Linked DNA regions of Mus musculus: region 2 is linked to region 1. A link is a contact called in public Hi-C data. All regions are on one chromosome and are shown on one strand. Each heading gives the region's core, a stretch centred on a gene start, on an enhancer-like site or on the middle of the called end of the contact. The rest is flanking DNA. Distances are from core to core; before and after follow the strand shown.

Region 1 (7,740 bases), core at 3,897-6,396:
TGCTCCTGGCCCTGTACACACTGCTGACCTAGAACTCACTATGTAGTCCCTGCTGGCTTCATTCAAACTTGAAGCAACCTTCCTGTCTCAGTCTCCTGAGTGTGGCTCACTGTACCCAGCATGAATGCTATTTTGGATACAGAGGTCTCAGTTTGTCTCTGACATATTTTCCACGGCAGTCAAGCCCCCCCTGTAACTCTAAATTGCACATGAGTTCAGTGAGTCTTTAAGTCGCTTTAGGCATTACACAGCACTTCGGTATAATCTTTATGTTAACCCCTGTCAATCACATCTCAAGTATGAAAAATATCAATGTCAGAAGAAAGGGTCTGCAATGCCTCTTCTCCAGGATGCATTTCCCACACCAGCATGTGCTTTCTACGAGGACTCCTGCGAAGCTTCCAGGCGTGGGGCGGAGCTGGGAATTAGAAGCTGACCAATATGACTGCCTTGCTTTCAACTTTCAGAATAACACTGGCAAATTCCATAAACTTGTTTCTGATCCTAAGTATAAAGACTACTAGTAGCAGTTTTATCACAAGGAAAAAAAAAACCCCTATCATTAAATAATCTTCCCTTTCAAACTCTTGAGTATGACTACAAAGCAGTACTCTTTTGTGAGACAGGACTTTAGTGGAAGGTGAAATAAATACCTTTTATAAATGGTATAGTCTACAGAGGCCACTTGACAATTTAATAATTCTGGTTTTATTCCCCCATGATAAGAATGTCTTCAACAAATATAACATGGTGATTACTTCTGTTTGATGAATTAAAGTAAAAAATAAGTTTCCTTCAAGCAGATTTTCCCCCTCTGAGCAAATGTATGTTCCTGGGAGGCTGAGGCTATGAAATTGACTTTAAATTGACTTTATCTTACATAGTTTTTTTAAAATTATGTGCACTCCTGGAATTTTTTTAAAAAATTAGATTGGAGTATCAGTTTGTAGATTTTTTTTTCCTTTTCCTTTTCTGGAAACAAATAGGTATGGCATTGGTCTCTATGCGGGATTTGTCTTTCTTTAGTGAGAAATCTACCTGGCACAAAGTAGCAATGGTTATAAAGGAGTTTATGGCATACTCTGTTTCTTGAGAGACACAAGAACAAAGGTGCCTATGGGCTCAGCAAGCACTCTCTGCTCACAAGTGCCATTCCTGAAACACAGGAGACCCCCTGGTCTGAACCACGTGATCTTGTTCGTGTTGCCCCCTCTGCTGCCTTCTTTCTCATTCCAAACATTATTGAGACCAAAAGAAGGCTACAAGATGGCTTCATACAAAGGCTCCACAAGGGTCCCAAGTTGGCTGGGAGAGTAATTATCAACTGGAGCTCTTGGGAGTCATCGGGCTGTTCTGAAAGGAGGGAGGTTGATGGAGCGTCATTGAGTCGGGTAGTGTGGTCAGTGGAGCATCCGAGGCTGTGCATGAAACTGAGATAGATATTCTGTCTCTAAGGTTTCCATTGTCCTGCCAGCTTTCATAGCAGTTGGGCAAGTGGTGGTGGGGGGAGGGAGAGAGAGAGAGAGAGAGAGAGAGAGAGAGAGAGAGGAAACAAAAGGTTATTAAAATACAGTGTATAGACACGAAGTGGAATTAGAGATGACATTCTAACGGTGGCCTCTCTGAGAGCGGAGGGGGGAGGGGCATGATTAGATTTGTGCAGCTTGATGAAAAACCCATGACTAAGATGCCACTTTCAATTTTTTTCCCCATTTAATGCTGTTTATTGTTTTAGTTGATAATTTTCCTAATGCTTTAACATTGTCCTTTTGAATTTTGCTCATGCAAATAGAGCATTTCAGTCTAATTGAACAAATCCATACTAATCAGCTAGTAATTGTGGTACTGGAAAGCCGGGTTCAATAGCCCTTGCTTCCTGCTCTCTGGCAGTCTGCCTGTAGATGGCACTAGAGAACTAGTAACTGGTCGCCCTCTCTGTGGCCAACCTACCACCTTCCAGAGAGCAAGGGTGCTACAATTTTCTTTTCATAAAAGAAAAGAAATGATACATTTTTGAAGATTAAAACCTCATGTTGCTTTCTCCAAACGCTAGGATAGCCTAGTTTCCAATCAGAACACCGAATCTCAGAGTGGTTCCTAGTTTAAACGCCTAGGACCCTGGCGTGTTTTTGAAATGCCTTTTGTGCATTAGAAGTAGAATCTGTCAGGAGCGTCAAATCAGTGAGACACTTGAAAAGACTCCAGAATCTCTCTTCCGAAGCAAGGTGCATCCTCGGTGGGCAGAACAGGGCTCAGGCAAGCAGCAGGGCTTAGGAGTTGAGGCTTTTATTCCCAGGTAGCCAAAAGCTAACATCTTATTCCAGAATGGACAGTAGTGGGAACTTAACCTGTGTAGTATTTACTGTGTCTTTTGTTAATGCTAAGCACTTAACTGTACATACATGCTTTTTAATGTACATGGAAAGCTTTTCTGTGTTTCTATTTCATTTTATTTTCCCAGAGAAACTAAATCTTCTTTAGTTCAGGAGTATTATTAGATAGATAGATAGATAGATAGATAGGCAGACAGATAGACAGATAGACGTAGATGTAGATATAGGTCAACTCTCTCTTAAATCTAAATGCTTATGATTTTTGCCTCATTCCTTTCCTCTTTTGTTTCATAATTATAAAGCTGAAACAAAAAATGAGTTTAAGCCTACTGGATCTTACTGGGAGGGTGTTCAATCTCTGTATTCACAGTGACTAACAATGATTTCAGTTTAACCATATATTTTCTACTGTATAACAAAAGGAGAGGTGTTTACATATCTTTTGAAATTGAGGGCATGGTTAAATGTATAAACATTAAAAAACCTGATTGACAGACAAGTCTACCCTATGAAATTGGCATTCAGGATACTCGTAAGGGTCCTGTGTTTCTTTATTTTTATTTTACTTTCAATGTGCAGATTATGTTATTAGCTAGCTGCTCTGCAGGAAAGGCCCCATCACTGTGTGTGCGTGCGTACGTACGTAGTTAATGAAGAGCGTGGACTGGAGTCTTAATTCTGGAACACAATGTTGATCCACTGAGTTGCCCCATTTCTCTCTGCTCAGCTGGACCACGGGTTTACCATCAAGAGATCAGGGTCTTTGGACTACTACCAACAACCAGGAATGTATTGGATAAGGTATGAGATGGTGCAGCTCAACAGTCAGTGTTTCCATGGCAACGTGCTGGCAGTCTCCATTTACCAGTTCCTTCAGTGGATAAACATGTTTTTGATTTGTTACCCAGTCCATATGCTGCTTTATCGGTTTCATTTTAATCTTGATTGAGATGCCACACCCCCTCATTCCTTTTTTTCACCCATTCTTCACACTGACATTTGCCGGCTTTCTTTCCATCGCACATGCTCAGTATCGATTTCCCCTTACGGTTAAAAGGACAGTATATTCCGTGCTGATGCCAAAGCCTTTGCCTGTTGTTGCTGATTGCAGCAATGATGTTTCCAGTGCTCTCCTGCCCTGTAATAAATGGAACTACAGCAGCACTTCAGTGTGTGTTCTATAGAAGTATATACTGTCATTTTAAAGTTACCCAGCCCAGCCTTAACCTTCTCAGACGGTGAGACAATGCATTTACACCTTAGCAGTAGAAATGCCTCCCAATACAGCGGGCTACAGAATGCATTGTGTGTGTCAGTAAGCTTGTGTTTTCAAGTTCTCCACCTTTTCGTTTTGTTTCTGTTTTACCGTTCCCTTCCCCCTCCCTCTATGTACTAGCTCCTGCATGAATTTACTTTCTGAATTTTGTAACTGTCAGATTCTTTAGTTGGCTTCTCTGCTTGAGCAAGGGGGTCGATGGGAAGTGTGACTTTGTTTAACCAGCTTATGAATTCTGTCCCCTCGTTTCCGATTCCAGTCAATGGCGCTGGCGTCTCCTGCCAGGGGCATTGTGTGTGTATCTCTCTAGAGTTACCCACAAGCGTGATGGCTTGCGATGGTTTGAGACATGAACTCTGAGAAGTTCTAGGGAACTTCTCTTCACCTTAATGTCTCCAAAATGATCTCCAGGTAAAAGCTCCATGTTATAGCACTCACCAAGGAAAAAGCACCCCGAGCTTTGGCATTTGTTTTTCAAATAATAGAGTCTGTTGGTTGGCGCAGCACAGTATCTGCCTGACACCATTTCATGGATCAGACTGCCAAGTTTTACCACAAAAAAATTATATATATATATATGTTCATGTGTATATAGATACATATATACTTTATATATTATAATACATATACATTTCCCCTTTGATTATTGCTCCTAATTATTTTTTATAATTAGGGTCTCAAAACAAAGGGCTTAGAAAAGCAGAATATTCAGACAAATAACCAAAATCATGATCAAAGTCATGATCGTTTCTAGGTCTGCTTATAATAGGAAAACACCCTGGCTCGGTGAGAGGATTTCCCAGAAAGGGATCTTTGTGCCTTCAGGATTGGTCCAAGGGAGGGGATCCCACATCTAGTGTTTCATTTACCTAAGCAAATTAGCTCTGGGGGAGGGGGAGTTAATTATGATTCGCCTGCACACAGACCCAGCTTTTGACTTTCCAGCACTGAAGAGAGTGCAGCAGGGTACACAGTTCACAAATGCTGATCTCCCCAGTGGACCGCCCATGCTGTGCACACTCAGTGCCCTTTCCAGTGCCCTTTCAGGGCCTTTCCGGAGTGTGGCTTTGTGCCAGGGGCAAAGGCTAAGCAGAAGTCTACCTGTGGTGATTAGCCTTGCTCCCTTTCATACTTTATGCAAATCGAGCCGTAGTGGTGGATGCAGCCTTTCTTACCCTGTGTGTCCTGTCCTGGGGCGGATCAGCCAGACGTCTACATGTAGAATTGATAGATGGTGAAAAACAGGCCTCAAGTGTGTCTAATTACATCTGGACTTATTTGTATTCTTTTTGTTTTTTTTTTTTAAAGCATCCATAAATTCATCTAATCTCAGAAAAAGGAACATTCTGAGGAATTACAAAACTTATAGAATTAAGGGTAGAAGCAAAGTGTCAAGTAAACACAATAATTAATACACGTGATCCAGTATTAAAAAGACTAACTGCAAGCCTAGCGACAGTCCCCATCGGCAGACAAAATGACACATCCCTGAGTAACGGGCGGGAGCAGATGGGAGATTATCTCTTTCTTCTTCCACACATAAACCGCTCTGCTTTCCAGCTGGGGGCAGTAACAACAATGTTTATAGTTACTGCTGCACTAAACAGCGTACACAGTATGTAAAGCTAAACTGGAGACATGACACTAAAATCTCATTGCCGTCTATGCTTAATTAGGAAGTTTTATAATGCCATTTAGCCCCAGAATGAACACGCTCTCCTCGCTGATCACAAATGCTTCCCTTTTATCTCCACGGAAGTGGGAGCATTCATTTACCCACAGTGGCAGGCCAACTCCTCAATATAAACAATCGTTGACGGCAGAGGACCCCAGTCCCAGCGCTTGTGTTTGTAAGTGCTTGTGGCTGTTCACACTGTTCTGGGCAGAGTACTCCTGGGTCCCACTTGCACTTACAAAGTATCTCACATGAGGGTGTCAGCTGCTAAAACCGGCTCCTTGCAGTGCCCCAAATCAGTGAGGACTTCTTAATAGACATTTTATCGATCATGGAGACATGATGGGATGGAGGGGGGGTGTCCATTTTCTTCTTTCTCTTTTTCATGCCCCTGATTCTTTCTCAGCAACTCTGCTTTCTACCTACAGCCAGGGCTGCATTTTCTGGCTGGCCCATTTATCCAGGAGGCCTTACCACCCAAAGCCCAAGCCCACAAGCTCGCTGGGCTATTCCATGCCCCCTGAGGCCTGAAACATTGCTTCTCCCTGCTGCAAGTCACAAGAAAACACACCCTGCTCTAAACCTCCCTCCCCGCTGCCAAAGTGGGTCTAGTTGCATCATTTCTACCTCTCTCAAGTGCAGATGTCCCCCGTGGCCCATATCATGGCCGAGAACACGCAGAAGAGACTTCTGCATCTGAAGTATATGCAGACCATCAGGACCGTGACCAAAATGAACTAACTTGGTTAATAAAAACAGAACCAGCCAAACAAACAAACAAACACAGGAGGCCAGTCCTTTGAAAATGCTAAATAGGATGAAGCATGGAGGTGAAACAGGACAAAACTGGTTGGGTTCCCAGGCATGACATGACTAAAATGTGCATACTGGTTTCAAGCCCCTCCTGAAACAGTGAGTAATGAGGCAAACCCTGGCAGCCAGGCGCTGGCTTTGGGAGGCTATTAAATGCCGTCATGCTTGGCTGTTAAAAGGAACGGAGTCTATTAAGTGTATCTTGCTGGGTGCAGTTTGAAAGAGGTGTCCCTATTGAAGCCAGATAGTGCCCTCAGCACACTGAGATCTCTGCCCAAGGAGGCCTGCTTTGTGGCCAGTTGCTTTGACCTTGTGCTGAGTGCCAGAGGCTGCCAGAGGCAAGCAGATAGCATGGGATTGACCGCTCCTTCTAGCTCCCATCGCAACCCCTGGCTTCTTCTGTAACAAGGGGGGTGGGGGTGGGGTGGGGGGGGTGAGTTTAGAGCATCCAGCAAGTCACAGACAAATTTCAAAACCAGTCAAACTTTGGTGACACTTTTGGCTTCCAGAGGACAGTGAGCATTGGGTCCAGCAGTTGTCCCTTAATGTCCCCTGAGTGATGGCTCAGGCCAGGTTCAGAAACCCCAGAGCACTTGATAGCTATTGCTGTGGCAAAAAAAGTCAGGAATAGCTGAGAGTGGTAGTACATGCCTTTGATCCCAGCACGTGAGAGGCAGAGGCAGGTGGATCGCTATGAGTTTGGGTCCAGTTTGGTCTATGTAGCAAAATCCAGACCAGCCAGGACTCTACAGTAAACCTTGCCTCAAGAAAAAAAATAATAATAAGTTAAAAATATATAAATGAAGCACAGGAGAACCACCTGGGCATATTTCACCCAGCCACACCGCTGGCTGTTTCCTTTTGATTTTGTTTCATTTGGTTTTCAGAAGCCTCTTGTGAGAGAATTTCAACATCATATATATGCCTTTCTGTAACTTCAACATGTATCTAGAAATAAGAGAAAACCACGAAGCCTAAGTCCTCTCCCAAGTGGTATGAATTGAAAAGAGAGTCTATTCCTTTCTCTGGGGTTCTGGACAATTCAGTATCTGCTAAATACTCTTTGGTAGCTATTTGTACTTCACTGTCCTTCTTTTAAACTTTTTTTTAAAAAGCCTCAGTGATGTTTAAAATGTTGTCCTTGAGAAGAGGATTTGCATGCTGCAACACATGAGTGGAGCCTAGCCTTCTTCCTGTTTTAATTTTAAAGTTTTATTAGAATACAGCTACATCCACTCATTGTCATGTTGTCTGTGGCTCCTTACGCCCTATTGTGATAAGCTGTATCAGAGAACCATAGCCTGAAACCCAAAACTTGCCTATTTGGCCTGTTGCAAAGTTTCCTCACCCCTGTGTTTAAGGGTGAAGGCTAGTTCTAAATTAAGAGCACCATCTATTAAAAATGCAAATTTCATGAGAATAAGGATGGGACTTATTTAAAGTGGTATTTTTGCCAAAGTAAAAGTGAATAGTTGAACTCAAAAGAAGAAATTTTGAGGTTGAATGTGTGTTGTTCCCCCCCGCCCCCCGCCCATGGTTATATAAAAGGAAGAGTTGGGGTAACCAGACAACATCTAAGATAGTCTGTAGGTTTTCATTTTTAACAACCCAGGAATAAATAAGCCTTTTGGCTCAGCTAAAAT
Region 2 (7,740 bases), core at 2,886-5,385, 1.2 Mb after region 1:
TTTGTGGGAGATGGACTGAGGCTGGATGTATGAGGACTTGTATGGACAGAATGGTGTGCCTCTGGTAAAAGTCATGGTAATCAAAGTGGATGTGGATGTGATCTTGTTGCCTAGGGAACTCTATTTGATACCAAGACTACATGGGAGAAAACCCTGATAAGTATAGAATTGGCGGATGTATATTCTAGATCAACTTTCCCTGCAGATAAGGAAACTGAGGTCATAGAGGTGAATTGAGGCCTGCCTGGGGGTAAAGTTTCTAATGAGAATAAAACAGGGGGAGGACTGATCCTAAATGAATAACTGGACAATTGTTTCTAGTTCCTCTCTTTATGAAGCTTTATGTTAAAATATTCTAAATAGTTTGTGGGATATTTGATTTCTAAATATAATATCTCAGTGCCTGTAGTAAAAGAGGAAACAGATTCCGCAATACATCCAGGAATACATGTTAGTTACACAGACAATCTAGGGGAAAATAGCATGCTAGGTCCATCACTATCAGACACTTTGGCAAATTTGTGGTTTGGATTCTGCATCTTTCCTTCTTCATTTCAACATTATTGATATTCATGAGATGCAAAGATACCAGCCCAACAGCAACTTTAAAAAAATGAAACATTTTTCCATTAATTAATGTCTACAAAGAGATTTAATGATGAAAAGTACCATTAAGTGCCAAGTATAATTAATTATTTTTTGCTCCAAGAGGCTTACGGGCCTCATTAGATACTGTTTTTAATATTCTAAAATATTTACAAAATTGGTTTAAGAAATTGTAAACACGCCAAATGAAAAGGCACTTTCCTTTCCAGGTGAAACCAATATCGAAACTGAAAGGAAAGGTATTTTGTCGGACATAAGGAGACAGACAGCTTGCCCTTTCCTGTGCCTCGGTTTCATTTGTACCCTGCTGTTCCCATACACCGAAGCAAATTCCTACTCAAGTTTTTGGCATGAATGTTGATCTTTCCAGATTAACTCACTGGAACCTGAGTCCCAGCTTTGTCTGCTTTCAATTAAGCTGCCACCTCATTTGGGGAAAAATGGATCCCAATTTTTTTCATGTTTCAGGATGAAGAATACAGAGATGTTTGTAACCACTAGGGTAGATGTAGGTGGGCATCAGGTTCTACCTCCGGTCCAGATTGGTCTAGAACATGAAGTGTAATGAGTGGATTTGGTCAAATACTTCCTTTGATGCATACATTAGACCTGGTTCTTCAGAATATGTTACCTCCCTTGTTACTAATTCATTGTTTGCCACTTGTCTTCAGTTTCCATTAAATACAACCTTAACAACGTATGCAGTTACCTTTGCCCATCAAGGAACTAGGTATGTTCTAGGGACTGCATTCCTTGTTTTTATGTTTAGCTTCCTGGGTCTCTAAATACTGGCTTGGATTCAGCTCACACAGATGGCTGATCCCCTAAATCAGAGGAGTGTGATGCACGATCTCCTAACAGTCCTTCAAGTTGCTGCTGCCTTGTGAAGAGCTCATTTCCGGGGAGTCCAAATAGTTATATTTCTCCCATGCTACATACTCCACAATTACATTATTTCTCTAATTATGCTTGATGACAAAATTATGAAAATTATACCTGATCTAAACCAAAATAAAACTTGTAGCACTAGGGTGATTTATAAATGGGACATTTTATACTCTCCTGAGGGGTGGGAATTTGCTAGATCTTTCATTAAACCTAAGGTAGTAACTTTTGGAACCTAATGGTTAAAGCTGTAGTTTCGTTTGTGTTATTGAGTATCCTATCGGTTACCCTAAGAGTAGGCTGTAAGAAATGACACTTCTGTTATTTTTTCCCCTTATTTCCTCTCTCCACTACTTCCTTCTCCACCATCCCTTTCTCACTCTCTTCTTCCCTTTTTCAAACCTTTATTTTCATTTCCCACTTTCTCCCCTCTGCCTCTACTTTCCATTTCTACCCTCTTCATCTGAGTTCATTCAGCTTTCTTCGACTTAATGTAGTTAAAGATTTTGGAAAGAGCAAGGCAGGGTTTAGAGAGGAGTTTAACCTATCAATGTTTCAGTTGAAGGCACAGGCATTAGTATTGCTTAGGGTGTATTCATGAAGTTCCAGGGGGATTGTCTTCCACTCTCGGTCTCTTATCTTAACCAAAAAGTTTACTATAATGCACAGGAGTAACATTTCCTACAAAATGTCAAATGGACTCTTTTCTACATGTAGCTATTTTTCAGGTCATGACTGGTTGGCCTTCTCATTAGTCAGGGAATTCTGCGAGACTTGATTATAATCAGCAGTTCTTCTTACCTCACATTTATTCTCACTCCCTCCATCACATGAAGTTGGCCAAACCCATGAGGAACTCTCTATTCAGGACACACCTCTATATGCTTGAATGGTGCCCTTCCAGGATGTACTCTGTATAGGAAAGTATGAGGATTATAATGGTTGTTATGACATGAGACATGGTGGACATTTCCCTGTTCTCTGCGAGTACTCCTGTCCAGAGTCTGAAATGTCTCCCTTAGATGTTCCATTTTGGGATCTCTCTTACTGATCCTGTTATGTCCAAGGGGAATGATCTACTCAACTTATTCTTTGCAGATATGAGGAACTCATTACCTCTTTTCCTCTTAAGACATTAATAGTTTTGAAGCTCTCTATAGGATTTCTATATGGAAAGTGAAATGACCCCGCCCCCCATGTAAAGAGAGATTAGAAATTTACACTAAAGATAGACTACCATTTTATAGAGTCAGCTTTTATCTGAGGATTTGGCGTCTTGCTCATTGTCTTGGTTAGATGAGCCACTGCTATTGCCACACTATTGCTATTTTTGTGCTTTGAGATCAAGGTCTCCCAGTCTCATTACTTTGGCATATGGTTCCCTGAAAACTATTGCTGTCTGTGCAGGGGACTGTTCATTATTCAAACAAGCTTTTTTCCTTATTATCTTTTGTAAGCATCAGATGTACTTCCTCGGGGAAAGTGATCTATTTAATGCTGCTACAGATCCTACCCCTGTGGTTCAGCATAGGCTGAGCCTGGATATGTTGTTACTTTCTACCCAGATATATTGAGATGGGAAGGGCATCACTGTGGATTTCTCTCCAGCATATGCAGGTGTGTACACTCTCTAGGCTGAACTTACCTTCCCAGGGTCATAAGGGAATAATTTTTCTCCCTGACACTCCCAGTTCTTTGTAATTTTTCTATCTGGTAATCCTATGGACCACACATTTTGTTGAGAGGCAGGTAAAACATAAAAAAATTATCATCACTAGAAATGAGAAGATTTAAATGTAAGCAATATTACCATTAGGAAAAGACAGAATCTTTTTTTTTCATGTGTGAATAGCTGATGTAATGGAACAAGGTGCCTCTTTCTGTGTATTGCTACGCTAGCTTATTTGAACTGAGCAAAGGTGCTTTAGACTAATTTTGGAAACTTCAATATGGCAATGTGCTAAATTTTAATTATTTCACTTCCTGCTTGTTATATTAATGTTGTGATTGCCCTTGAAAGAGTATGACCTATGATGATTGATGTGAAATGCTGTCAGCTCTGCAGCTCCATCAGTTTCAATTAAAACAAGCCATGGAGAAAGTGCTCAGTCTCTGGAGTTTGTGACACTCAGGATCATTTCAATTCATTTACCCAAAGCATTACCTCTGTGTTTCCTTCTGGGTCTGCCTCTACTATAGCCCAGCTAGCCATGGGGAGAGGAAACTGCCCAGATTCACTCTGCTAACATTGGACTCAGAAAAAATCAGCAAGAAAAATGTATTTGCATGTTTCATCTCTACTTCTCAGATGATGTAGGACATTGGGGTCCATACCCACCCACCCCATTTTTTGAGCTCTTAAGGACTAAACGGGCCCAAAGAAACTATCAAATGGTTACCAATTTCTGATTTCAATGAACAGCACTTTATCAGTCTGTGGCATTTGATCTGTGTTCATGGGGAGTAGTTCATAAAGCATGTGTGTTTTCCAGAGATGAAGTACTGGCTTCAGAGCTCATTAATCTCACTGACATCCACTACGATGATGTCACAGGGCTTTTCACCATGTGTCTCCAGGATCCAGGCACTTTAATTACCAATTTGGCTACAAAGCAATTGAAATCTCCTCTCTACCTGGCAGCCCTTCCTAAATCTAGGCCAAACAGTATTTCTGGCTTTGTCTGCCAAGTCCAATGGGGCTCTTCTTCCTAAGTACTGCAGAGAAAAGCAGCCCAAACTGATTTCAGTGGTGCTTCCATTTTAATCTCCTTTGGAAATCCTTGACCATAAACCGTTTGATTATAAAGTCAAGGGAGGCCAAGCTTGCCAACATGGTGACTGCACGGCTCCCTGAACAGCTTGCCAAGAGCTGGATCTGTGCTCCAGCAAAGATGGTAAGGTTCCTCCCTTTCCTTCTCTTGCTACCTCCTCCCTAACACAAGGTATACGACAGAATCATAGAACTACAGAACTGGTAAGCCAGTCATTATCTTGGTCCTTTCATGGTATGAAATGTACAGTCTATATTTCAGGTCCATCTCCTTCCTCTAGCTCCTCACTAGACACTGGATAAACACACAGAGACAGAGAGCCTCACCACCTCAAATTTTGTCTAGATGCTCTTTTCGTTTGCCCTAAATTGCTTTCTATAGTTGTAATAAACACCATGACCAAAAACAACTTGGGAAGGAAATAGTTTATTTTATCTTACAGCTTATAGGTCGTCATAAAAAGGAGTTCAGGCAGGAACTTGGAGGCAAGAACTGAAGCAGAGGCCATGGAGGGGCCATGGAGGAGCCATGGAGGGGCCTCACTGGCTTGCTTCCTCTGGCTTGGTCAACCTACTTCTTTATGCACCAAGGATGACCTGCCTAGGGGTGGCATTGCCAACAGTGGGCTGGCCCTCCTCCATCCACATACCAATCTGATGGTGGTTCCTCAATGAAGTTTTCTCTTATAAGGTGACTCTAGTTTGTGTCACATTGACAAAAACTAATGATTACAGGACTCAAAAGGCCTTACTCTTTTTTTTTTTTTGAATAATCATTTTGAATTTTAGTTTCAGTCCTGGTTTGTGAACAAATGGTTCTTTCTTAGATGTCCTTGACAATCCTATTACTTTTCATCCTTATTTGCACACGTCCTTCGTGGTGCGATGTATACCACGAATTGAGAGATTACTTGTGAATTTTCTGACTGTCTTGCTCCAAGGAGCCTTCTATCATATCATGCTCAGCCTGGAGCATGATATGGGATGGCAGTGTTACCAGCATCTTAGTCATCTATGACTTTAATCATCTATGTTCAAGAATATCATATTTCAAGCTGGTTAAAACCACTATCCCCTTATTCAATAGACACCTATTTATTTGACACAAGTTGAGATTTTTCTCATTCAAAACTGAACTCTACAACGTTCTGAAATCTGAGAACTTGTGCATTGACTTCATGCTTAAAAAACTATATATTGGGGCAAATGTATTAATAGCTGGCCCACTAGCCAAGAATCTGAGGAGACCGGGGAAGCCTATAGCTAATAGAACTGACAAGTTAGTTCAATTTTTCACTTTTTATTTGTTAAAAGTCTATTGGCTTTTACTCTTTTTGGAGGAAAGTGCTAAACATATAAAACTCTTACAAATATTCCCCAAATCCAGAAAACTCCATCTTCAGAAGTAGTTCCTGGTCCAAAAATTTCAGATGAGGCTCTTTAATCTGCATATGCAATCCATTCACCAACAGGAATTGATTCAGATTGTTGCTGATCATAGAATGCTGGGGCACAATGTGGTTACCCTAAATTTTTGATCCTTGGTAGTCATTTTTAAACACTGATACCTGTACTCTAAGGAAGTTGATACATGTGGTTGGTGAGTGTGACAAAGATTAATGTGCAGCCCTGTCCATCACTACTTCCCTGGTCAAGATGTCAGGGAATATCTATTAATAGCTGGCCCCGTATCCAAGAATGTGATGAGACCGGGAAGCCCATAGCTAATAGAACTGACAAGTTAGTTTAATTTTTCACTTTCTATTTGTTAACCAGACTCTCTTTATATTTATCATATCCAGTTGTCTTTTGGGTAGAAAATTATTTGCAATATGATCTAATTTTCTTCTTGTATTCCATCCTTTTTTGAGATTGGATTTTAATTACATTTCTTCCTTTCCCCCCTTTTCCAAGACCTCCAATATATTCCTCTCCACTTCAATTTTATAACCTCTTTTCTCATAAATTGTCATTGTACCCATGCATGTATTTGTATATAAATATATATTCCTAAATATAACCAGTTGAGTCCATATAATGATACTTGTGTGGATGATTCCAATGAATACAAAATTTTCTCTGTTTGTTCAACATGATTTCTCTTCAGTATGGTGCTAACAATGGACCTCAGGGCCTTGCACATACTGAGCAGGTGATCTGCCATTGAGATACAGCCCTGGCCCTTTCTAGTACACTGTTTAAAAAAATCATACACTTTTGTTACAGACTAGTGACATCAGCTTTCAGGCATCCTATTCACAGGCTGGATGCCTGCTTTGTTCCCAGTACCTTTAATCACTTCTTTCTCCCTCTGTATTTATGATCTGACCAGTAACTGCATCCCTGTGCCACAATTCAGGTAGGGTGGACCTCAATATTGTCCCTTTTGTACAGGTGTGTACACCCTGTACAAAAGGGACAGTGTTGAGGTCTATGTGATGGTTAAGAACTCTGCATTTGTCATATGACCTGATGCATGCTATAGCTGTTCAGAACCTTGATTTCCAGCAAAATTGAAATAATGAAAACCTCAAGATGGTGATTAAAGTTAAATAGGAGGTATATGCATAAAGGACTTCTTAATACAGTTCTGACACCAAAAATGTAGACAATATGCCCAGCTATTTCTTTGCAAAAGTGTAGAAAGATTTTTTTTTACTGTCAAATAACCAAAGCCCTAAAGTACACCACTAACATTTTCCCCCTTTGTACCACCCCTTTGTATGATTCCTCACAGAAATAAATAGTCATATAACACCGTGTCTGTCTGTCAGACTGCTGACAAGTAACAGATGGCATAATCAGAACTTTTTAACTTGAAAGATTTTAATGGGGGATATGGGCAAGATCAAAGGTACTCATTAGGAACAGGCAAGCACCCAGCAAGAAGCTAATACTATCCTTGGAAAATAACGGTACTCAATTTCAATAGCAGCCGATGACTTTGAACTGAACACCAGTTAATTGTGGTACTGCCACTCTGTGTCAAGTTATATCAAGGGAGAGGGTGTTCCATGTCTCTGAAGGGACTTGGACTACAATGGTGAGTGGGAAACAAAGAGGCTGTTCCACTGCATAAAGGGAAGCCATGCAGTGTTCAGACTTTAGTCTGCCTGAGAACCAGAGACAGGATGCCTAGTCCTGGACCTCACCTAAAAGTTTCTAATGCTGTGGGTCTGGGGTGAGGTCTGGAAATTTGCATTTGTAAGTTACCGGATATTTCTGATGATTGAAGATGGTGAACAACAAAAGAATAGAGGGATATTAAATATGATCATGCCTGCAGTTTTAAGGGCCAAGACAATAAATTTAGAAATAAGGAACCAATCCTTATGCTAAAGGGCAAGTCATGATACAAACAATAAAACAAATCTATGTGGATATCTCACTGTGTTTATACTTTATATAAATTATTGGTATTCATTGTGCTGTGTTTGAATGAAGATGAGGCTAGGCATGGTGGTACAGGCCTCCAATCC

What was found. A called contact is a pair of places that touch in the nucleus more often than the background predicts.
Region 2: a Hi-C map of cerebellum shows a contact between it and region 1, with 2.5 times the contacts expected there. The contact joins two enhancer-like sites. A contact is called at or near these places in 3 of 484 Hi-C or Micro-C datasets (the N1E-115 cell line, cardiomyocytes and cerebellum).

Annotation. Positions count from the first base shown.
Region 1 is chr3:55,518,790-55,526,529 of GRCm38.p6, forward strand. All of the region lies in intron 16 of Dclk1 (doublecortin-like kinase 1), which reads left to right. Among named protein-coding and RNA genes, the nearest start is that of Gm31796, 21 kb to the right of the region's middle. Within about 2 kb of position 5,147, at least 30 of the 459 cell types and tissues checked have an H3K27ac peak or open chromatin away from gene starts, as enhancers often do. A contact at or near this core is called in cerebellum, where this site is marked.
Region 2 is chr3:56,763,151-56,770,890 of GRCm38.p6, forward strand. No RefSeq gene overlaps it. Among named protein-coding and RNA genes, the nearest start is that of Gm32237, 69 kb to the left of the region's middle. Within about 2 kb of position 4,136, at least 1 of the 459 cell types and tissues checked has an H3K27ac peak or open chromatin away from gene starts, as enhancers often do. A contact at or near this core is called in cerebellum, where this site is marked.